Linked DNA regions of Mus musculus: all the other regions are linked to region 7. A link is a contact called in public ChIA-PET, HiChIP or PLAC-seq, Micro-C and promoter capture Hi-C data. All regions are on one chromosome and are shown on one strand. The core of a region is the stretch at or near the end of the contact, and the rest is flanking DNA. Distances in the headings are between cores, read along the strand shown. Region 1 overlaps Emid1 (EMI domain containing 1). Region 2 holds the start of Myo1g (myosin IG). Region 3 holds the start of Nf2 (neurofibromin 2). Region 4 holds the start of Ap1b1 (adaptor protein complex AP-1, beta 1 subunit). Region 5 holds the start of Ccm2 (cerebral cavernous malformation 2). Region 6 holds the start of Purb (purine rich element binding protein B). Region 7 holds the start of Dbnl (drebrin-like).

What was found. Promoter capture Hi-C pulls out the DNA fragments that hold promoters and counts their contacts. A called contact is a pair of places that touch in the nucleus more often than the background predicts. ChIA-PET counts read pairs in DNA pulled down with a chosen protein or histone mark. HiChIP or PLAC-seq counts read pairs in DNA pulled down with a chosen protein or histone mark.
Region 1: an H3K27ac HiChIP or PLAC-seq map of differentiating embryonic stem cells shows a contact between it and region 7, with 5 times the contacts expected there. The contact joins the enhancer-like site here to the promoter of Dbnl in region 7. A contact is called at or near these places in 5 of 39 promoter capture datasets (the 3T3-L1 cell line, hippocampal neurons, liver and 1 more), 2 of 15 datasets of contacts at CTCF or cohesin (embryonic stem cells and large pre-B cells), 3 of 484 Hi-C or Micro-C datasets (the G1E-ER4 cell line, cerebral cortex and embryonic stem cells), 14 of 115 datasets of contacts at active chromatin or transcription factors (the SCID.adh cell line, T-cell acute lymphoblastic leukemia, acute myeloid leukemia and 8 more) and 1 of 9 other capture datasets (pancreatic islet).
Region 2: a promoter capture Hi-C map of liver shows a contact between it and region 7, with 3 times the contacts expected there. The contact joins the promoter of Myo1g here to the promoter of Dbnl in region 7. A contact is called at or near these places in 2 of 39 promoter capture datasets (liver and pre-B cells) and 2 of 115 datasets of contacts at active chromatin or transcription factors (bone marrow-derived dendritic cells and microglia).
Region 3: a contact with region 7 is called in an H3K4me3 HiChIP or PLAC-seq map of bone marrow-derived macrophages, with 2.9 times the contacts expected there. The contact joins the promoter of Nf2 here to the promoter of Dbnl in region 7. A contact is called at or near these places in 1 of 39 promoter capture datasets (liver) and 4 of 115 datasets of contacts at active chromatin or transcription factors (astrocytes, bone marrow-derived dendritic cells, bone marrow-derived macrophages and 1 more).
Region 4: a contact with region 7 is called in an RNA polymerase II ChIA-PET map of memory CD8 T cells, with 22 read pairs. The contact joins the promoter of Ap1b1 here to the promoter of Dbnl in region 7. A contact is called at or near these places in 3 of 39 promoter capture datasets (liver and pre-B cells), 1 of 484 Hi-C or Micro-C datasets (CD4 T cells), 9 of 115 datasets of contacts at active chromatin or transcription factors (astrocytes, bone marrow-derived dendritic cells, double positive thymocytes and 6 more) and 1 of 9 other capture datasets (liver).
Region 5: a contact with region 7 is called in a promoter capture Hi-C map of pre-B cells, with 3 times the contacts expected there. The contact joins the promoter of Ccm2 here to the promoter of Dbnl in region 7. A contact is called at or near these places in 1 of 39 promoter capture datasets (pre-B cells) and 1 of 9 other capture datasets (pancreatic islet).
Region 6: a Micro-C map of embryonic stem cells shows a contact between it and region 7, with 5 times the contacts expected there. The contact joins the promoter of Purb here to the promoter of Dbnl in region 7. A contact is called at or near these places in 4 of 39 promoter capture datasets (cranial neural crest, liver, neutrophils and 1 more), 2 of 484 Hi-C or Micro-C datasets (embryonic stem cells and pre-B cells) and 1 of 115 datasets of contacts at active chromatin or transcription factors (bone marrow-derived dendritic cells).

What each region holds. Positions count from the first base shown.
Region 1 is chr11:5,129,005-5,132,069 of GRCm38.p6, forward strand. Emid1 (EMI domain containing 1) reads right to left here. Exons shown (of 15, transcript NM_080595.3): 6 at 2,916-3,036; 7 at 2,478-2,567; 8 at 1,628-1,774; 9 at 618-716; 10 at 424-476; 11 at 5-67. Among named protein-coding and RNA genes, the nearest start is that of Gm39572, 5.3 kb to the right of the region's middle. Within about 2 kb of position 1,382, at least 41 of the 459 cell types and tissues checked have an H3K27ac peak or open chromatin away from gene starts, as enhancers often do. A contact at or near this core is called in the SCID.adh cell line, differentiating embryonic stem cells and pancreatic islet, where this site is marked.
Region 2 is chr11:6,519,370-6,522,210 of GRCm38.p6, forward strand. It overlaps Myo1g (myosin IG), which reads right to left and starts at 1,589. Exons shown (of 22, transcript NM_178440.4): 1 at 1,373-1,589. The coding sequence starts at 1,485.
Region 3 is chr11:4,848,152-4,851,122 of GRCm38.p6, forward strand. Nf2 (neurofibromin 2) reads right to left here and starts at 1,393. Exons shown (of 17, transcript NM_001252250.1): 1 at 721-1,393. The coding sequence starts at 834.
Region 4 is chr11:4,985,213-4,988,145 of GRCm38.p6, forward strand. Ap1b1 (adaptor protein complex AP-1, beta 1 subunit) reads left to right here and starts at 1,612. Exons shown (of 21, transcript NM_007454.3): 1 at 1,612-1,839.
Region 5 is chr11:6,545,554-6,548,590 of GRCm38.p6, forward strand. It overlaps Ccm2 (cerebral cavernous malformation 2), which reads left to right and starts at 1,334. Exons shown (of 10, transcript NM_146014.3): 1 at 1,334-1,476. The coding sequence starts at 1,447. It also overlaps the pseudogene Gm24000.
Region 6 is chr11:6,474,572-6,477,395 of GRCm38.p6, forward strand. Purb (purine rich element binding protein B) reads right to left here and starts at 1,505. Exons shown (of 1, transcript NM_011221.3): 1 at 1-1,505. The coding sequence starts at 1,315. The coding sequence ends at 341.
Region 7 is chr11:5,787,097-5,789,880 of GRCm38.p6, forward strand. Dbnl (drebrin-like) reads left to right here and starts at 1,387. Exons shown (of 13, transcript NM_001146309.1): 1 at 1,387-1,546. The coding sequence starts at 1,464.

The DNA.
Region 1 (3,065 bases), core at 132-2,631, 660 kb before region 7:
TCACTCTCTCTCCCTTCTCTCCTGGGTGGCCAGAGGTTCCTTTGGGTCCAGAAGGGCCTGGGATTCCCTGAACAACAAGACAGAGGCTCAGCCTTGTGCTGCAGTAGGCAGGACAGGGTGGACAGGGGATGGGGGCCCACTGGGGAAATGGCGAGGGAGGCTCAGCGTGGGCCGGGCATCGCCATCTGCCCAGCACACAGCATGCAGGTCAGCCTGTTAAAGAGGTCTGGAGTCAGATGTCCTCACCCTGTGTGCTGGCTGCAGCCTGGAGAGCCTTCCCTTTACTTGGCCTCTTGTTGGGTGAACTGAGTTGAGAAGATTTATGGGGAGTACTTTGCATATCAAAGTACTGACTCAACGCATGGCTGAGCAGATGAGTGAATAGAGTTATACATGGGTGGAAGAACTTGGATAATGACTTACCATGTGTCCAGGACTCCCAGGGGCACCCATGGGGCCAGGAAGTCCAGGAGGACCTGAATAAAACACAACGTCTTCAGGAACAGAGAGGACCACAGGCTAAGAAGTTCCCCATCAACTGTCTCCGAATAGCCCAGTCCCTCCTCCCCCGCCCCCCATGGTTGCTTCCTACCATCCCCCACCTGGACTCAACTTACCCATGGGCCCTGGGGGGCCTGGAGGACCTGGGGGCCCAGTGGGTCCTTGGGGCCAGTGGCTGCCCATCTCAGTGAAGGTATTAGACAGCAGTGGATCCCCTGGGAGGGACAGACAGTGAGTGTGTCAAGCTGGGGGAGGCGAGCAGTCGGGCATCACCTGAAGGTCCTACAGAACAGCCTGGCACACAGACAGGGCCACCAGCACGCGCGGTGCCAGGTACAGAGAAGAAGAGAGAGCTGCGTGCGTTTTACCTCTGCCACAGTCTAGCTGGCTACATCCAGAAAGGCTCCCTCCTTGGCTGACCCTGGTCTGTCACCCTCTGAGAGGGATAATAGTGAAAGCTGCCTTTACCAACTGCCTACAAGTCTCAGGCTTGTCTGCACTGGGTTTCGTGGGGCCCGAGAGACTGGCACTGCTGCCGTCCGCATAATAGGAACAAGGACAATGAGGTTTGGAGCAAAATTAAAATAAAATAAAATTTAAAAAAATGATGATGTTGGAATAAATGATGTAATGAGAGAATGAATGAAGGAGAAGGGCCCAGTTATTCATCAAATGTCAGAATCAGATGGGGTGGAAACTCTAGCAGCATGTGGGTAGGCTGGGTCAGGCTTCCTGAGGGAGAGGCCTAGGATCCGCTCTGCTGCTTAGCTGGGAGATGGAACTGGAGCCACCCTAAGCAACAGGGTCAGGGCTGTGGCCTTGGGAGCTCTGAGCTGTCTTGAGGTTAAGCCATGAGCTTCCCAGCACTCCGAGGGCTGGATTGCAGCCCCCTCTGAGGCTTGGGGAGGGGCCTAATGCCAGGTGGGTCTGAAGCCACTCCCCCTCCCCATGTGTGGCACATGACCTTCCTCTCCAGCCTCAGGGCCCTTCCTCTGTGAGTGGAGGGAGAGGAGCAGCACCTGCCGAACAGCTGGGTGACAACTGGACAAGCTAGGCACACACCTAACACCTGACAGATGGCTTAATTCGCCCCACCTCAGACCACTGGGATTCCAGGGGGACTTACCATGCAGAGAGACCTGGCCATAGGGTGGCCCTACAGGGGCTGGAGGCCCTGGGGGTCCAGGTGGACCTGGAGGCCCTGGAGGTCCCATCTTTCCAGGGGTGCCTGCAGCTCCTGTTTGGCCAGGGCGTCCTGGGGGTCCCTGTGGGCCTGCAGTAAGAACAGGGACTAGTGGGCACACGAGAGGTAGGGACAAGGATGTCTGGGACAGTGGATACAAAAGCTCTGAAGTGCACAGGTCTGTCCTCCTGGCCATTTGTGACAGGAAAGAACACAGCATCGTGACCACCATCTCTACCATGATGTTCTGGCTTCTGTCTACAGGTTCCCAGACCTCCCAGTTCCTCCACAAAACCCTGGTTAGAGGGGTTAGGCACTGGTGTTCCTTGCCTGCCTAGCTATCCGCCATCATGGAAGTAGACTAGCTTCACTCCACCCAGTGCCTAGCTCAGGGTCGGCTGAAAGAAGTATATGTTGATCGAGATGTTTCATAGCCCAGGCATGAACAGGAACACAGGAGGGCTGGTGAGCTGAGGGCCAGGCGTGTGGCAGAGGCCTGTCCACCTCGACTGTGCTAATTTGGGGAAGGCAGCCTCTGAGTCTGTAGGCAGGAGGGATCCCTACAGAAGCTGGAGAGAGCCAGCTTGGGGCTCCGGGGTGGGGCTCAGACGGGGGATGCACACCTTTAATCCTACCATTTGGGAAGCTGAGAAAGGCAGATCTGAGTTCAAGGTCAGCCTGCTCTACACAGCAAGCTCCAGGCCAGCCAAGGCTACACAGTGAGACCCTGTCTCAACCAAACCAAACCAACCAAACAAGGTAATGACAAAGGAGGCGCTCAGGGTGCACTCACCTGGCGGGCCTCTAATCCTCACTGGGCTCTGGCTGTCGGTGCCTCCCTTGGGGCCTGTGGGCCCAGGAAGCCCCCAAGAATCAAGTCTATCTGCAGAGGAAAGAACATGCCCTTAGTCTCTGTGGGTTACATTTGACCCCCTCTCTGTCCTGGTCCCTTGGCCCCTACTCTCTTGAGGTAGCCGTGCACCTCCCTACATTCCCACTAGCTCCTAGCAAGCCCTGAGTGAGGGATTAGGCAGGGGATAGCATCCCTGCTGGGCTTGGGAGGGAAGACCCCAGAGTCCCCTCCCTGAACTAGAACTGCTGCATTCCTAGGTGCCTCCAGTCAAGTCCACTCAAGAGCTGGGAAGACCGAGGCCTCCCCTGAGGGATCGGGTGGGGCATTTCTTCTAACTACAGAATCACATGGAGGTATGTACCCTGCTGTATCCCTTACCCTGCAGGCTTCCATCTCCAGGGCTGCCCCGGGCAGCCGGGGAGCCCCAGAGCAGGGCAGAGTCCTCAGGGGTGGCTGGGACTGAGGGCACTGTCTGCTCTGTCACACTCAGCACCGCCACCTGTGCAGGAAGAGGAAGACAGAGGTGGG
Region 2 (2,841 bases), core at 339-2,838, 730 kb after region 7:
GCAAAGGGTGTGGTCCACACTGCTCTCTGCCAGGATGCTCAGGTCTCAGGAACCAGGAATATCTATCCCACAAAGGTAACGGCCCTGCAGGGGTCATCTTTCCCAGGTGACTCCTACAGGGCAGTTGGGCTGAGACTGTGAAAAGGGGACTCTTCCAGAGAGTGGGGGGTGGGGGGGGTGGGGGGCTTGGTTGTTTCCTGTCTCAGAGTCTAGGCGGGACCAGATCCGGAAGGGGACTCGCCCTGCCCCACCCAAATCATAGCGTGGTGATTTGCTAGTCTTTGCAACCCCAGCCATGGCCACCGTCCCTCTCCAGCACATCTCAAACTCCTCCACCCTTCCGTTTACTAACCATATTAGAAGCAGGAACCTAGGGCTGTACCTCTCTTGGGTTTTGTGCTCTGGGAGGAGTACTAGCCTCCTTGGGGCCCCAACTGTCCTCTCGGTGTGTGGGGCCCGCTCAACCCCAGGCAGGCCTCTTCAGGGTTCCTCTTTCTCTGCCCCCTCTGACAAGTCACGCCCTGGGACTACAAGTTTTGTGACCTGCAGCCACTGTCTTCCTCGGCTCAGCATACAAAGCATGGAGGGCATGCTTGTGAGCTTGCTTTTCGAGAGAATGAGGCAGTCTAACAAAGCATTGAACTCATTTCCTGGATAAAGCTCTCCATGTGGCAGCCTAGGACCTCCATCTCTGCACCTAGTGAGATTCCTGGTCCCCAGTTGCTCTCTAAGGAGCTTCCTAGCACACAACAATCCTCCCTAGGAGGTGTGTATGAAGTCCAGCCGCACACAAGGCCATTTAACATGCTGTGCTTCTAGCTCCTGGACCCCTCCCTGCTTTTTTCAGTGAGAAAGCAGGCTGCACTGTCAATTCTCCTAGTCCTAGCCTGTGACCCCTCCCATGAACAACTCCCAACCCAGAACATCATATCAGCATCATATCAGCTTGCTTCGATTATTGCGATTCTGGGGTGGAGGGCACTTCATTTTGGAGTTCCTAAGGAAACTCAAGTCGGGTCACACATGGGACCCAGGGGGAAAGCATCAGCAGGTGACAGAGAGGAGATGCAGTACATTCCTGGTCCCCATGCCTTTGCCTGTCTTCCTCAGGACTCTGGGCTTGTCAACCAGGGTGTTGTGAGGGTGGCTGGGCAGCTCCATTCCTGACAGCTGGTTACTTTCTGAGTGGCCATTATCTCCTGGAGATGCTATCATTTCAGCCTGTATTGTCTAGGTATGTGTAGCCTTGTCCCCATTCCTGACGATGGGACCAGGGTACCTTCAGGGCTTCTCTCAGGTCTGTGTGGATGATAAGGGAGGAAAGGAAGGAAAGAAGCCCAGTACCGCATCCCCACCCCCACCTCACATCTACCTGAGCTCTAGGTTCTTCATGAAGTCCTCCATGGTCAGTTGATCCAAAAGCACGAAGTCTGGTTTCCCATACTCAGGGCCTTCTTCGTCCTCCATCCTGCCCACTGCAAGCATCCAAGGCAGGTCGCCAGAGCTTTCTGTACAGAGGTGAAGGGGAAGGCAGAAAGGGGAGGCCCAGCCCTGCCTGACTACTGCAGTACTTCAGTAAAGTAGGAAGTGGGTTCTGCCCGGGGAGTTTGGCCCTGCCCATTGCTACTCCCCTGCCTTGGTGCTTCAGACACTGCTTCCTGCTCCCTGGCCCACAAGGTCCATGCCTAACTGTCTGTCCTGATGGGGTCTTTACTGGCTTCCTTAAAGCTCTTCCCAAGCTAGGTTTGGCCATACCTGTCTGTAATCCCAAGCACTCCAAAGATTACGGGCAGGCTGGAATTCTCCCTCCCCTTGTCTGTCTGTCTTCCTTCCTTCCTTTGCTCCCTCCCTCTTTCCGTCTCTCTCTCTCTCTCTCTCTCTCTCTCTCTCTTTCTTTCTTTCTTTCTTTCTTTCTTTCTTTCTTTCTTTCTTTCTTCTATCTCTGTAGTCCAAGCTGGCCTCCCCAAAGTAGCTAGGATTATACCAGGCTCAGTAAGAAAGGATGCTTCTTCTTCTTTCTTTCTTTCTTTCTTTCTTTCTTTCTTTCTTTCTTTCTTTCTTTCTTTCTTTTTTTGGTTTTTCAAGACAGGGTTTCTCTGTGTGTCCTGGAACTCACTCTGTAGACCAGGCCAGCCTTGAACTCAGAAATCTACTTGCCTCTGCCTCCCAAGTGCTGGGATTAAAGGCATGTGCCACCACGCCTGGCAGGATGCTTCTTTTAAAACGTTTTAAACATCTATTTTGTGTACAAGTGCTTTGTCTACATGTATAAGTGCACCATATGCATGCTGGGTGTCTGCAGAGGGCTAGAGGGCTGGGTGGCCGTAAACTGCAGACCTTTGCAGGAGCAGTCAGTGCTCTTAACTTCTGAGCCATCTCTCTAGCCCAATAGATATTTCTTTTATTATTATTATTTTGGTTTTTTTTTTTTTTTTTTTTGGTTTTTCGAGACAGGGTTTCTCTGTATAGCCCTGGCTGTCCTGGAACTCACTTTGTAGACCAGGCTCCAGGCTTGCCTCGAACTCAGAAATCGGCCTGCCTCTGCCTCCCAAGTGCTGGGATTAAAGGCGTGCCAACAGATATTTCTTGGCCTCTCGTGGTTACCCAGCTGAACATCGCTGCCCCAGAGCTCAACATCAGCCAGGGGTGGCCACAATAGAGTTTAAACCATAAAGACTTCCTGCCTGACCCAGCAGATGAGGCAGTGGTGGGGACTCGGCACCCTGCGATTCCTCCCCACAGTGACAAGGGAGCGGAAGAGTACACTCTCCAGCCCTCTAGTGGGCTAGCCTTTGGTAGGACCCTCTTGCATATGCTCAGCTTCGTTCTCTCATCCAGCCT
Region 3 (2,971 bases), core at 143-2,642, 940 kb before region 7:
GTTGTTGCTTTGCTTTTTTGTTTGTTTGTTTTTTGAGAGTCAAATGTGTAAATGTCTGACACTTAGCAAGTGTTCAGGGTTGTGGATACAACCCAGTGATGGGGTGCATGCCTAGCATACACAAGGCCCTGAAAACACAAACACACACACACACACACACACACACACTCACTCACATACACACTCTTCAACAAAATGATAGCTATTATCATCATGTTAGAAACTATAAAGAGTAAATGTAAGACACTCTTTCCTCAAAGAGTTTTTTCCAGAAACTGAAAATTTTGGAACAGGGAAAAGTACGAGCTTCCAATATAACTAGATGTAACTTTTAAGACCTAGGGTACACAGTTAATACCTAGCGAAAAACTCCCTGGAGTTTTAGGCGCGAGTTCTACACACTGCACACCGGTTCGTTTCTACGGAAGATTCCAGTGTTTCCCAATAACAAATGAATGAAAATAACCTTCGGGAAATGCCAAAACCAAGAACCCCACTTTAACAAACAAGCAAACAAACAACTAGCTTTAACTTGTGATCTGGCCCTAGAAAGCCTCTTCCGGTTCCAGATAATGATATATACGGAATCCCTTAAGCTTGCACTTCGACTGTCACCACAGCGAGGGCACCCCATGGGTAGGGACCCGCGTCGCTGCCACCAGACAGGCAGAGATTCCGCGGCTCTCCACTCACAGCCCGTCGGGGTCGGCGGCCGGTTACCTCGCAGTTGAACTCCATCTCGGCGTCCATGGTGACGATCCGCACCGTGAATGTCTTGGGCTGCTTCCTCTTGAGTGAGCTGAAGCTCATGCGAGAAGCGATGGCTCCGGCCATGGCGCGAGGTACCGGCCTTGGATCCCCTCACCCCTAGGCCCGCGTTCTGGGTCTCTTAGCCCCCCTGGAGTAGCTGCACAGGCCTCAGGGCCACCATGGTGGCCGGCTGGCCGGCCCGAGACAGACCTAGGCTGCCTGGGTCCCCAGCGGCCAGCATGGGCCGCGAGGACCCGGCTGTGGGTGCGGAAAGATGAGTTAAGGGACAGTCTCTGACGACGGGGGGGTCGGGGGGAGATGCCGGCAAAAGCACGCGCAGCCCCGAGCTTGGAGCTTCGGGCTGGGGACGCCAGGGACGCCTTTGGACAGAAATCCTAGACGGCTGCGGCGCCGACGCCGGGCCTCTCAGCGACCCCCGAGGGTCGCGGGGCCGCGCAGTAGTTGGGAGCGCACACGCGCGTGCGTGTCTGTCACCAGCTCCGCTCCGCGCGCCCTCGGGAAGCGTCCTCTACCAACCCCCACCTCAGCGACCTGCCGGATCCCCGCCCCGCCCCGCCCTCCGGACTCCCACTACGCTACTCAGCGACTCACCCTAACACTTTTTTCTCTAAGATACTGTGATTGGCAGGAACGCCAAAGGAAGCGGGACTTCCGCTTCGTCCCGCCTCCTGGAGGCCTACTCCACCAATTGAAAGTTGCACTGAACGAGGGCCGCCGGTCTGTTCTCGGCGTTGAGTGGCTGTAGATGCGGTCACTCCGAGCGCTTTTGTTCCTAAAGTATACTCCTACTCTAGCAAGACTGGTTGAGAAGGAGCGGGCGGCGCCTTTCCCGGGAAACCTGTAGAGGCCGGGACTGCACCGCACGAGGTACTGTTGCAGTCAGTGAGAGATCCCATTTATAGCGTCTTACCAGAGCTTCAGTCGTATCTGGGACATCCGGCCGAAATTCCTTTTTGACACTTAATTATATATGCTGACTCAATATTTTTCAAACTTTAAAAACACGAAGTGAGGCCGCTTAAGTTGCCCCGACTTGCCTGCCAGATCCTTCAACTTCTTTTTAAGAGAATTAGAATAACCACAGAATTCATGATAGTCCTTACCTTACTAGGTGGTTGAGGAATTGAAACTTGCTTAATACATATAGAAAGCTAATTTTATTTATTTTTTTTTTTTTTTTTTTTTTTTTGAGTTTTTCGAGACAGGGTTTCTCTCTGTATCCTTGGCTGTCCTGGAACTCACTCTGTAGACCAGGCTGGCCTCGAACTCAGAAATTCGCCTGCTGCTGCCTCCCAAGTGCTGAGGATTAAAGGTGTGCGCCACTATTGCCCGGCAAGAATTTTCATTTTACCCTCTGTTCCTTTGTTTGGTTTTTTTGTTTTGTTTTGTTTTAATTTCCAAGCTACATACTTGGAGTACTTGTAGCTTAACGTCATCAAATGTATAATATGCTTAGGAAAATTTCAACTTTCTGGGGATTTGTAGAGTTTTTACTTGTTTTAAAGATACATTCCCCAGGCACTGCTGCTGTGAAGAGACACCATGACCACAGCAACTCGTATCAAAGAAAACATTTAATTGGGGACTTTTTCTTCTTTACAGTTTCAGATGTTTAGTCCATTATCAGCATGGTAGGGAGCATGGTGGCATGCATGGTACTGGAGCAGTAGCTGAGAGATGGCTATATCCTGATCTGCAGGCTTGGAAAGCAAGACAACCATTTGGCATGGGCTTTTGAAACCTCAAAAACCACCCCTAATGATAGACTTCCTTCCACAAGACCACACCTCCTAAGCCTTCTAATTCTTTCAAATAGGGCCACTCCTTGGTGACCAAGCATTCAAATATAAGCTTATGGGACCGTTCTTAGTCAAAGCACCACAGTTTTGTTTTTTTTTTTTTATCTTATGTATATAAATGTTTTACAGCACATATGTGCATTGCATGTATACCTGGCACACATGTCAAAAGAGGGTTCCAAAGCCCCTGAAACTGTAATTCAGTCCTTAGCTACTGCATGGGTGTTGGAAACTGAACCTGGGTCCTCTGCGAAAGCAACATTTACTCTTAGGCACTAAACCACCTTTCCAACCTTTGTATGTCTATTTGTTTGTTTTTGAGACAGGGTCTTCCTGTGTTATTTGGGGTATCCTAGAACCCCTGAGCATGTCCTCTTCCTCAGCCTCTCTTAAAACCATAG
Region 4 (2,933 bases), core at 362-2,861, 800 kb before region 7:
ATGGCTTTGAGCACACAGAAATCTACTTGACTCTGCTTCCCAAGTACTGGAATTACTGGCATGCACCACCAAGCCTAACCTTTGCCCTGGATGTCCTGAAATTCTGTCTGTAAACCAGGCTGGTCTCAAACTTTGGAATCCATCTGGGATTAAAGGTGTATGCCATCACTACTTGGCAAGATTTATTTATTTTATTTTATGTTCATATGTGCATGTACCTGTGCTTGCATGGTCAGAAGAGGGTTTTAGATCCTCTTGGACTATAGTCACAGATGCCATGAGCTGCCATGTGGGTGCTGTGAGCTGCCATGTGGGTTCTGGGAATGAACCCCTGTTATCTGGAAGAGCAGCCAGTGTTTTTAACTGCTGAACCATCTCTTCACCCCAGCATCTGGAATTCTATTTTGTCTATTTTATCAATTTGCCATAACTATTTTATCAATTTGTCATAATTATATTATGACAAAACTTTAAAGAATGTAAAAACAGCTGGGTGTGGTTGTGCACACCTTTAAACCCAACACTGTGAGACAGAGGCAGGCAGACTTCTGCTTGGTTTTTCAGTTTCCAGGTCAGCCAAGGTGACAGCGATTCAGTTGTTAGAGTGCTTGCATAGGATGTAAAAGCTCTGAGTTAGATCCCAGCACTACATAGACCAGGCATGATAGTACATCACTGTGAGCTCAACAATGGGGCTGGCTTGGGTTACACAGCAAGAGCTTGTCTCAAATCAATAACACACAAATAATAAAATAAAAAGGCAGACATATTACATCTAGGAGGATAACCAAGTGTTAAAAAACGATTTTCTCAGGAGCCTACGTGTTTTGGTTTTGCCTTTTTTCCTTACTAATATATTTCTTTTTTTTTTAAAAAGAATTATTTATTTTGTGTGTATGAGTACAACACTGTCGCTGTCTTCAGACACACTAGAAGAAGGCATGGGATCCCATTACAGATGGTTGTAAGCCACAGTGTGGTTGCTGGGAACTGAACTCAGGTCCTCTGGAAGACCAGCCAGTGTTCTTAATCACTGAGCCATCTCTCCAGCCCCCACTAATATATTTCTTTTTTTCTGCAATGCAGATATTATTGGTTTAATAAAAATGCTAGAATAGAAGTTTTATAATGTTTTAAAGGGGATGAACACAAGTTATCTATTAGAAAGAGAAAATTAATAGGACCAAAGTCAGGAATGAAATGGCTGTATCAGTTGAGGTCTCACTGTGAAGTATCCCTTGGATAAGAAGTCTTGGACGTAGCTTATGTTTTCCTTTTAGAACAATGAATTTTCCAAGGGCAGCAGAAAAAGTCTCGTTTTAGCCTAGCAGACAGGCGCAGTCCAGCAGCTGATCAGATTTGTAGCTCCGACTTTCCCTTTTCCTAAGACAACGTTGGCCTCAGTCTTCCCATCTGTAACTCAGAAAGAGATGAACTTTAAAGTCTTCCAAGACCCTTTCGATTCCATGGTGTTTGAGAGGGAGCCTGGCCAGGGATTCTGAGCAAGGGTATCCCAGCCTGAACTTAGCCGCTTGGCCCGCCCAGGCCCTCAATTCTCATAAAAGCCGGCTCTGCTAAGGCCCCGCCCTTCCCACACAGGCCCCGCCCAACAGGTCCCCAGCCCCTCCCGCCAGGTTGCACCCTCGACCCCGCCCCCGGGGTGTGCGTCCACCGGAAGTTCCGCGCACGGGCCTCTTACTTCCGCTCGGCAGGTGACAGCCGTGGAGCTTGGAGCCGCCGGCTGCTGCGACGCACCGGAGGAGAGGGAGGCGGAGGCTGCGGACATTTTGCTGCTGAAGCGAGCCGAGCCGCGGCACCCGGAGCCGTTTGGATTTGTGGGTGAGGAAAAAGGCAGCCCGGCGAGATAGGAAAACAAACAAACCCGAAGGGGTCCGAGGAGTGGGGGGGGTCTGCGAGGTCAGAGGTCACGGAGAGGACGCTGCGCTGGAGGGTTGCGAGCCGCGAGAGGGCGAAGGTGAAAGGCCTGCGTGCTCATTCATTCCCGACGGCTTGGCGGCCCGGCGTCAAGCCGTCCGTCATTTCAGGTCCGCAGTCCGGTTCGGAGAGACTCCTGCACTTAGGCCTCCCCTGCGCCCTGCTTGTCCCTTCCCACTCCTCGGCCAACCTCAGGCCTCCTCGTTCAGGGCCTTATCTCTTAGCCGCCGCCCCCCCAAAACGGGGCAAACATCTAGAAATGGCCTTCTGCCACCCGCCCCTCGTCCTTTGGATCCTCAGGGACACGTTGACAGAATGGGAGCACTTGTCTTAGTTCTAACACCACAAGAATGTCTTGTCACTGGTTCTCCAGCCCTTCCTGACTTCGAACCTCTGTGCTAAGCACTTTGTGTACTGAGCTCACAGCTGCCTCTGTAAGGTAGCTACTGTTGCTTTCCCCCTCTCACTCGCGAGGACACCGAGGCACGGGAGGTTAAATGACACACGGAAGGTCATTCGAGTAGTAGAGGCAAAATCAGGCTTCCTATGTAGGTCTCCAGAGACCTTCAAAGCTCGGGGAGAAAGGCACCTGGAGCTGGCTTGGGGTCTAGAAGTGACTTGATATATTGTCGCCAATATATTGTGTGAGTTGGTGTCAGGATGCAGCCTTCTCACCTGTCGTCTGATCCGATGTTTAGGAGGAGCTGTTGATACACTTTCAACTTAGGAGGCTGTTCGGCCAGGTTGTTTTTGTCAGTGTTTTGGCTCTCAGGTCTTCCTGCCTATTGGGCTATTCTTGGAATTGATATCCAGACAACCCCTTCATCCCGTTTGCACTTTATTCGTTTTGCAGTAAAGAGGGGAACAACGGGGCCCCTTGGGGGATCTTTTGGTCCTAGGTTCTAGGGGAACAGGCCCACAGGATGGCCTTTGGCCTGTCATGGTGCCTGGGATGACTGGTCTGCGTGGGAGATGGGAAGGCGACTTGGTACCTGGGG
Region 5 (3,037 bases), core at 84-2,583, 760 kb after region 7:
GCAGGGCCCGAATGCCCGTGCTCTTGTAATTTTTACCTTCCTGATGTACCAAGGGTAGGAGAGAATAAAGCTTTAAAATTTTACACACACACATTACACATAGTTTTGGCTTGGGTGTGAGATTAGTGAACATAGAGGCTTGGGTGGACCATAGGGTCCATAACTTTCCAGGGAACCCACAGCCATACCCTGTGAACTGCCTCTCAGCTATCATGTTTTAAATTTTATTTTCATTAAACATTTCTTCTTAGAGGTGTAGATCTGGAGGCGAAGGAAGTTGAACTTGAGCCTTAGAGCATGGATATGATGACCTGGCCATTGTGAACCCTGATTTCCTTATACCTTCCAGCTTCCCAAAAGCACCTTTGCATTTGTGTGTGGGTGGCTGAAGCCTAGATTAGAAACACCATAAACTCAGGAATGTGAATATCCATCAGAATGCTTTTTTTTTTTTTTTTTTTTTTTTTTTTTCGAGACAGGTTTTCTTTGTATAGTCCTGGAACTCACTCTGTAGACCAGGCTGGCCTCAAACTCAGAAATCCGCCTGCCAAATGCTGGGATTAAAGGCATGCGCCACCACTGCCCAGCCAGAATACTATCTTCAAGATGTTTTAGGACAACCCATACAGACAACAGGTTGCATACACTACCTAGAAGGTTGCTGTTGGCAGCTATTGTACATTTTTGGATTCTTTTATGAGACTCTGGTCCAACGGTTGATCCTGAACTCATTTTCCTGTCTCTAGCAGCCAGGTGCTATGATTACACAGGAGTGCGCCGCCACGCCCAGCCAGAATAGAAAGTTACTAGAAAAGGGTTTCCTTGTGGCTCAGAGTAAAAAGAGAGGGATGCCAAGTGGCAGCGCGCCCAGAACCCGGATTGGAGACTGACTCTGTCCCTTCCCAGGGGCATGTGGCCCGCCTCCCTAATCGCGAGGCAGGCTGGGAAGTCGGCCACCCTAAAGATGGCGGCAGAATTGAAAAGTTGGAGCCACTCCCGCGCGGCCCTGAAGGGTTCGGGAGAGCTAGGGATGGGGGGGGGGGTACTGGGGCGCCTTTCCAGAGGGGATGGGAAGGACTGGGGTAGGCAGGTGTGCTCCTCCCGCCCTGAGGAGGCATGGAGGGGCCCGGGGTGACCCTGGGTCTCTTCAGGGGCTTTGGGAAAAACAGGGAATCGCCCTTCTTGGTATCGCCCTCCTTGGGCCCAGCGAGTGCCTCTAGGCGGAAGTGCGGGAGCGCCGAGGCAGTGGGCGGGGCGTGAGGGGGCGGGGTCTCCGGAGTGGGCGGGCTCCCTAGGTCCGGAAGTGCGGGTGGGGCGCGGCCGGGGCGGAGACTGCGGGCGGGCCGGCGGCGCGGTGAGCGCGGGGGTGGCGGGCCCAGAGCGAGCATGTAGCGGCCGCTGGCAGTGGGGCTCCCGGGGCGGGCCGCGGGGGCCGCACGCGGCGACATGGAGGAGGAGGGCAAGAAGGGCAAGAAGGTGAGCGCTCACCGGCGCGTCCTGCCGCCGGGCCGGGGCGTGGGGTGGGGGTCCCTCGGGGTGGGCGGGCGGGCGGGCGGCTGAGCGGGCAGGGACAGCGGTCAGGTGGGCCTGCGGCTCCCGGAGGAAGTGCCGCGCCTTTCCGGTGGGGGCGTCCCCTTTGCCGCTCGCCCCCGGCCTGCTCCAGACGGCCTGTCAGGGGGCCCGCCTTCCCCGCGCGCCGGCCTGGGGCCACAAAGGAAGTGGGCCCAGTGAGGGGCCAGAAGGTGGCCTGGGCTGGAACTTGGGCCACTGGGCTGTGCCGTGACCGGCGAGGCTTTTGCTGCCCACTTGGCTTTGTTTTTGGATGTCCAGTAAAAGCAAAGATGGACTTAGCTTTTCGGCGGGTTCTCTCGTCGACTGTCGCTCCTATTTAATACCACTGAGTGATTTTAGTGACGTTATGTTTGGCAGTAAGATTTAGGACATGGTTCAAGAGGCTCCTTCGTTTCTGTAGTTTAAAAATGTGGCTTTAATTACAGGCTTGAGTAGTTGATAAAGAACATTTTAAGAAGCCTGGGAAGACCATGTGGGAATGAACCGCTTAAACTGCCTTTAAAGCGAAAAGTGGGCTTTGATAAAATGTATCCCTTTCAAATAAATGCTTTGCAATCTTCATGTTTGCCTGTCATTTTCATTTGATAAATGTGTGCACGTTGTGGACAAGTTTAAAACAGACTTTGATGTCCTAGCTCAGCACCACCCGGCCTCCTTGTAGCCTTTAATTGGCCACACCACTCACCACCTTGTTTTAGGAGGTGTCCCATTTTTCAGAAAGTCTTACTTGAAATAGAGTGGCCAGGTGGCCTTCAGGGAATCCAGGCCAGCAGCGCTGCCCCCACTTTCTTTTGTTTGAAGACAGAAAGTTGCACTTGTTATTTAGATGTCCTGTCAACTTGTTACCTCCAAAGATGGTTTAAAGCTGGGAAATGGGCCCAACAAAGCAATTCAGCCTACAAGTATAGAAGGGGTTTGAGCATTGTAAAAGGACTTAGCTAGAAAAGAGGGTGCTGTTGAGGAAGGACTTGGCCCAAGTGTGGCTGATGCTGAACCGTGCCAGCTGGTCTTTGCAATGCCAGTAGCCTACATCCCTGGAGACATTGTATTTGTCTCACACTCTAAGTGCCCTGTAAGACACCTGGCCCACGTTCTTGTTTGGGACAAATTGCCTGGCGGTTTATGTTGTCTTGTATATCATACCAGTTTGGGTAGAAGGCTGAGGAGCAGAGAGAGGCATTAAGACTTCCCCCTGAGCTTTTGGATCAGTAGCAAGACAATCTCTTTTTGTTTTGTTTTTCAAGACAGGGTTTCTCTGTGTATCCCTGGCTGTCCTGGAACTCACTCTGTAGACCAGGCTGGCCTCGAACTCAGAAAGCCACTTGCCTCTGCCTCCCAAGTGCTGGGATTAAAGGCGTGCACCACCATGCCCAGCTCTTGTAGCAAGACAATCTTACAGTTATATGCAGTGAAAAAAAAATAAGTACAGAAAAAGGCAGTGGTTAATTTCAGTGTCTCAGTTAAA
Region 6 (2,824 bases), core at 255-2,754, 690 kb after region 7:
AAGATCTATCTATCCCTTCCAGTGTTTTCCTGATGAATTTCCGAACCTCGGTTTTAAACAACAGAAGCTGAGACTCTTGCGCAGGTGAGGAGATGCTGCTCCTCTTTGCAGGTTGCTGGCAGTTCCTTGGAACTTAACTGCTTTTCTCTAATTGTCTGTGACTGTTTTCTTATGGTTATTTCTCTTAACTATATTATTTTATTTTTTTTTTTGTTTTCTTCGTCTGCGGCCTCCCCTGATCCCTCTCCACTAGCTCACTGGGGACGAGAAGGAAAGGGCGCTCTCTAGCCAAGGGGATGGTGGTGGGGTTGGGGGAGGCCGGTACGGGAAGCTGCCTGCTTCAATCCTCATCCACTTCCTCACCCTCCGACTCGTCGCCGCCACCGCTGCCCCCGCCGCGTCGCTCGTAAAGCTTATCCCTCTGTCGCTCCTGGATCTCTTTCATTTCATCTGCATACCGACAGAAGGCGCCTCCAAACTTGCCCCAGGCCTTGAAGGGCACGGTGATGGCATTGCGGTAGGACGGCTTCACCTCGCTCACTCGCAGGAACACCCCGTACTTGTTGCAGCCGACGTCGAAGAAGAAGCGCTTCGAGTCCACGGTGATGGAGGTGCCCTCCGGGAGCTCTCCGTACAGGCCGCCCCCGGGGCCGCCGGCGCCGCCTCCCGGGCCGCCGGCCAGCTCGTCCTCGTCGCCCCCGTAGTCGTCGATGAGCTTGGCGAGCGCGTCGCGGAACTCGATGAGGCCCTGCGCGGGCAGCGCGATGGTCTGGCCGCTCTGCAGGCCGCCGGGCCCGGGCCCCCCGCCGAAGCCGCCGCCGCCGCGGTTCACCGTCTGGCGGATGCGCAGGAAGCGGCCGCGCTGGTTCTCCTTGAGGTCCAGGTAGTACTTGCGGTTCTCGCGCACCAGGAACTCGCTCTTGAGCGCGCGGCGCGGCCCGCCGCCCTCCTCGGCGCCCGCCGCCAGCTGCTCGGGGCTGCTGGGACCCAGCTGCGCGTAGTGCTCGATGAAGTCGCCCAGCGAGTCGCGGAACTCGGCGGCCACCGCCATCGACAGCGTGAGGCGGCTCTTGGAGCCGCCCGCGCCCACCTCGGCGATCTTGAGGAAGCGGCCCTTGGCGTTCTGCTTCACGTCCAGGTAGAAGCGCTTGTTCTGGATGTCCAGCCGCTTCGAGGCCAGCTCCTGCGTCTCCTGCTCGCCGCCCGGCCCGCCACCGCCGCCGCCGCCGCCGCGGGGCGCGGGCTGGAAGCCGCCGGGCCCGCCGCCGCCGCCGCCGCCACCGCCGCGCTCGCTGCCGCTGTCGCCGTCCGCCATCTTCTCGGCCGCCGCCTCGCCGCCGCCGCCCGCTGCGCTCGCGCCCCCGCCCTCCGCCCTGCGGCTCGCGCTCCGGGGCCCCCCAGCCTCGCCCGCCGGCTCCTCACGCGCGCCCGCCGCTCATCGCCGGTCGCCGCCGCCCCCCATCGCCTCCGCGCCCCGCCCCCGCGGCTTCCGTGCGGCACGGCCCGCTTCCGGCGCGCGCCTCCCGTGACGTCACTCCGCCCCGCCCGCCGCCGCCTCCCGGCCGGAAGACCCACACACACCACGCCGGCGGGGCGCAGAGGTGACGTCGCTGGCCGCGCCGGCAAGGCGTTCTGCGGCTACCCCGGGCGAGCCTATGTTTCTGTCCGCTGGTTTTGGGGTCCTCTTTCTTGATGCTTTACTGACGCTCCCGGTTTCAGAGGGTTTAGTGTGTGACTAGATGACTCTGTTGCTTTGGGGCTGTGGGAAGGCAGAACGTTTTGCCGAGAAGCACATGAATTATTCAACAGTGGAGCCAATCACCTCCTGGCGCCTGGGAAAGCAGAGAGACAGGAAAGGGCCAGGGGCTAGGGATCTTTCCAGAGCATACCCCAGTAACCTGTTTTCTCCAGTGAGATCCTACTTCTCACTAATGCTACTAGATTATTAATCCTCAGGGACGAGTACACTGATTAAGTCGGACTCCTAACGATTGGATCTAGCAATCCTTCAGTAAATAAGCCCGTGTTTCTAAAACAAAGAAACCAGAATACCATCTTATTTTATAAACTCCCTGAATGGAGTTCACACAAATAACTTTTGGGTTTTTTTTTTTTTTACAATTGGGTGTTTTTAATGATAGGATCTCACTAAGCTATATTGGCTTAAACTTGAGTTCTTGCATCAGTTTAATATTCGTTAACCAGGTTCCTCTAAAGTGTTGTTTTTTTTTTTTTAAAGATTTATTTATTATTATATGTAAGTACACTGAAGCTGTCTTCAGACACACCAGAAGAGGGAGTCAGATCTTGTTACGGATGGTTGTGAGCCACCATGTGGTTGCTGGGATTTGAACTCTGGACCTTCAGTCGGGTGCTCTTACCCACTGAGCCATCTCTCCAGCCCTAAAGTGTTTTAAATTTGTTTCTGTGTGGCTATACATGTACGTGTATGTGGAGGCCGGAAATAGAGTGTTTGTGTTACTCTCCACCGTATTTTTTGTGAGTGGGTCTCTGGCTGAACTTAGAGCTCACTGAATTGATCTAAACTGGCTGTCAGTGAGCCCTAGGGATCCCCCACCCCCACCCCCTGCTGCACCCTGCTCTTTTATGCAGCTGCTAGGTTTTCAAGCTTGTGTCTTAATGCTTGTGTGATGAGCAGTTAACCGCCCCTCTAGCCTGTATTCTGCCTGATGGGCCAGCTTTGTTATTTTGTTTCCGCTGAAATTTCATTTGCATCTAAGCCTAGAGTCTTCTCTTGTAATTTTTTAGTAAGGACATATTTTTGAGTGGTTTTATGGTTTGATTTTTAAGTATAGGACTATGT
Region 7 (2,784 bases), core at 137-2,636:
GATTTGGGCTTGCTAGATGGAGCTGAAGTTTCTTCTTGTTTTTGTTTGTTTTCGGAACAGGGTTTCTCTGTATAGTTCTGGCTGTCCCTGGAACTCACCCTGTAGACCAGGCTGGCCTTAAACTCAGAAATCCAACTGCTTCTGCCTCCCAAATGCTGGGACTAAAGGCGTGCGCCACCACTGCCCAGCCAGAAGTTTCTTTTTTAATACTTTTTTGAGAGAGGGACTCACTTATAGCCAGTAATCCACTATGTAGACCAGGCTGGACTCAAACTCAGAGATCTATCTGCCTTTGCTTCCCAGGTTCAGGGATTGAAGTCATGTGCCACCACACCCATCTTATTTTTATATTGTGTGATTGTTTAAGTGCACCATGGCCATACCTAGTCCCAGCAGAGACTAGATGAGGGCTAGGGCTGGAGTTACAGAGGGTTGTGAGCTGCCACATAGGTGCTAGGAATCAATCCTGGATCCCCTGGAAGAGCAGTCAGTGCTCTTAACCACCAAGCCATCTCTCCAGCCCCTCCACCCCTTTTTTTGTCTTTGAGATAGGCTGGAACTCAACTATGTAGACCAGGCTTGCCTCTGCCTCCCCAGTGCTGAGATTAAATACACGAACAACACTTCCAGCCCCATTCTTGCAACATTTTAAATGTAACTTCGACCCCCACTGTTCTAGTTTCATTTCTGTTGCTGTGATAAAATGCCCTAGCTAAAAGCAGTTTAGAGAAGTAAGGGTTCGTTTTAGTTTACGACAACAGAGTATGGTCTCTCATAGGGACGTTCAGGCAACTGTCTGGAAATAGAAGTGAAGCACAAAGCAGGTTCTCTTCATTACCCCACTATCACATCAAATATTTCATTTTACTTTATTTAGAAGATCTAGGCAATGCCCAGGCCGGGCTAGAACTCAAGCTTCTGCCTCTGCCAGTTGCGCGCTAGGATCACAGGCTTGTACCTCTACGCCTAACACAGCAGATTCATGTTTTTTTCCTTTTCTTCTTTGGTTTTTCCAAACAGGGCTTCTCTGCCTAGCCCTCGCCATCCTGGAACTTGCGCTGTACACCGGGCTAGGCTGGGGTTGAAGGCGTAGCCATCATGTCCGACTATCAGATGAAATTTCCGAGGCGCCTGCGCGCATACAGCTTGCTCTTAAACAAAATACATTAACTAATGAGAGACGAACCAGCGTGAAGCTCTAAATCGAGCCCACGCCCTGCAGATGCGGACGAACGAGGACCTACGGGCAGGCCCGCCTCTCGTGGATCTTCATTCACCAGCACCCCGCCTCAACTTTACCCTCAGCCTAGCTCGCCTTCTCTCCACTTCCGCTTCCGGCCTCTTGGGCGCGGCTTCTGCACGTCAGAGGCGAGGCTTCCGGCCTCCGGGGCGGGGCTTCCGGCCGTCACTGGAGGCCGGCAGAAAGCTGAAGCTGCTGCATCGCGGGGACCGTGGGGCGTGCCATGGCGGTGAACCTGAGCCGGAACGGGCCGGCGCTGCAGGAGGCCTACGTGCGCGTAGTCACCGAGAAATCCCCGACCGACTGGTAGGCAGCAAGGCGGGGCCGGAGAGGCGCCAGAGCGGGAAGGTGGAGGTCGCGGCGTAGCCGTAGTATTGCAGGATCACCTGTCCACCTTCCTGAAGCCTAGCGAGATGCTACCCCACCCTCGCCACCGCCGTCCCCCCGGCGAGTACCCCCGGGCCTCTCCCCTGCCACCTAGTGGTCGGTCGGCTCTGCCCTGAAGATCTCTGCCTGGTTGTGCTTTCTGCTTTCCGCCAGGCTCTGCGTTTCTGGGACCTCACTGGACAAAGGGGTCCCGCGCAGTTCCCCAACTCCCTGGAAGGCGGAAACCACGTCTTCTAAACCCTGAGTTCAGGAAGAGACCTTGAAAGCGGCGTGAGCAGTGGGTTGAGGTCATGAGCTCACACAGGGCTCAGTCAAGGATGTCACAGGTCTGGGTCCCTGATTCTGGGACTGAAAATGGGATCCTGTCACCTGTTTGAGAAAAGGCTCCATCCTTCCTTCACCACCCCAGGAGCCATTACAGTACTGTGAACTAGATCTGAAGTTTCTGGAGTGGCCCTGCTGAGCCCTCTTAGGTTTCTGCTACATGCATACCAGTCTATAGTAATTCTCTTTCACTTTCCGTTTACTTAACATGCTTCCGTTAGCCAGTTTTTAGTGCTTCAGTTTCTCAGACATCTGATGAGTATGGCAGGTGGACAAATTCTGGGGAACACAAACTGGACTTTGGAGTTCTGGTGGGGCCACCACTACCCTGTGGTCAGCACTGAGGGGCGCTATACTGAGTTTGCCTGTGTTGAGTCTTCCCTGGAGACTTCCCCTATTGCAGAACTCTGGCCAATCATCTCTTCTGTTCTACTGTGTTGTCTCTCCTCTTTATCTTTTGGCCCTCTAGTCGTCTCAGAACCATCACTGTTTGGGGAATACCTCACAACCTAGCTAGCAGTGCCCTTCACCCATGCTTATAACTCTTCACTGACCTTGCTTGCTTTGCTTGCTTGCTTGCTTTTGAGACTGTGTAGCTCTGGCTGGCCTGGAACTCACTGTGTAGACCAGGTTGGCCACGATCTCACCTGTGTCTGTCTCCCGAGCACACATTGAGCCTCCTACTAGAATCATCTGCTCCACCTTGGTCTGACATTGTCCTGCCTCATCCACCCATTGTTCCTTCTGAGGGTGCAGATCTTGCTCTTTCCCCATACACTGTTCATCTGCCCCAGCAGCCATGCTACTGCCCAGCTTCCTACAGTACTGTATGC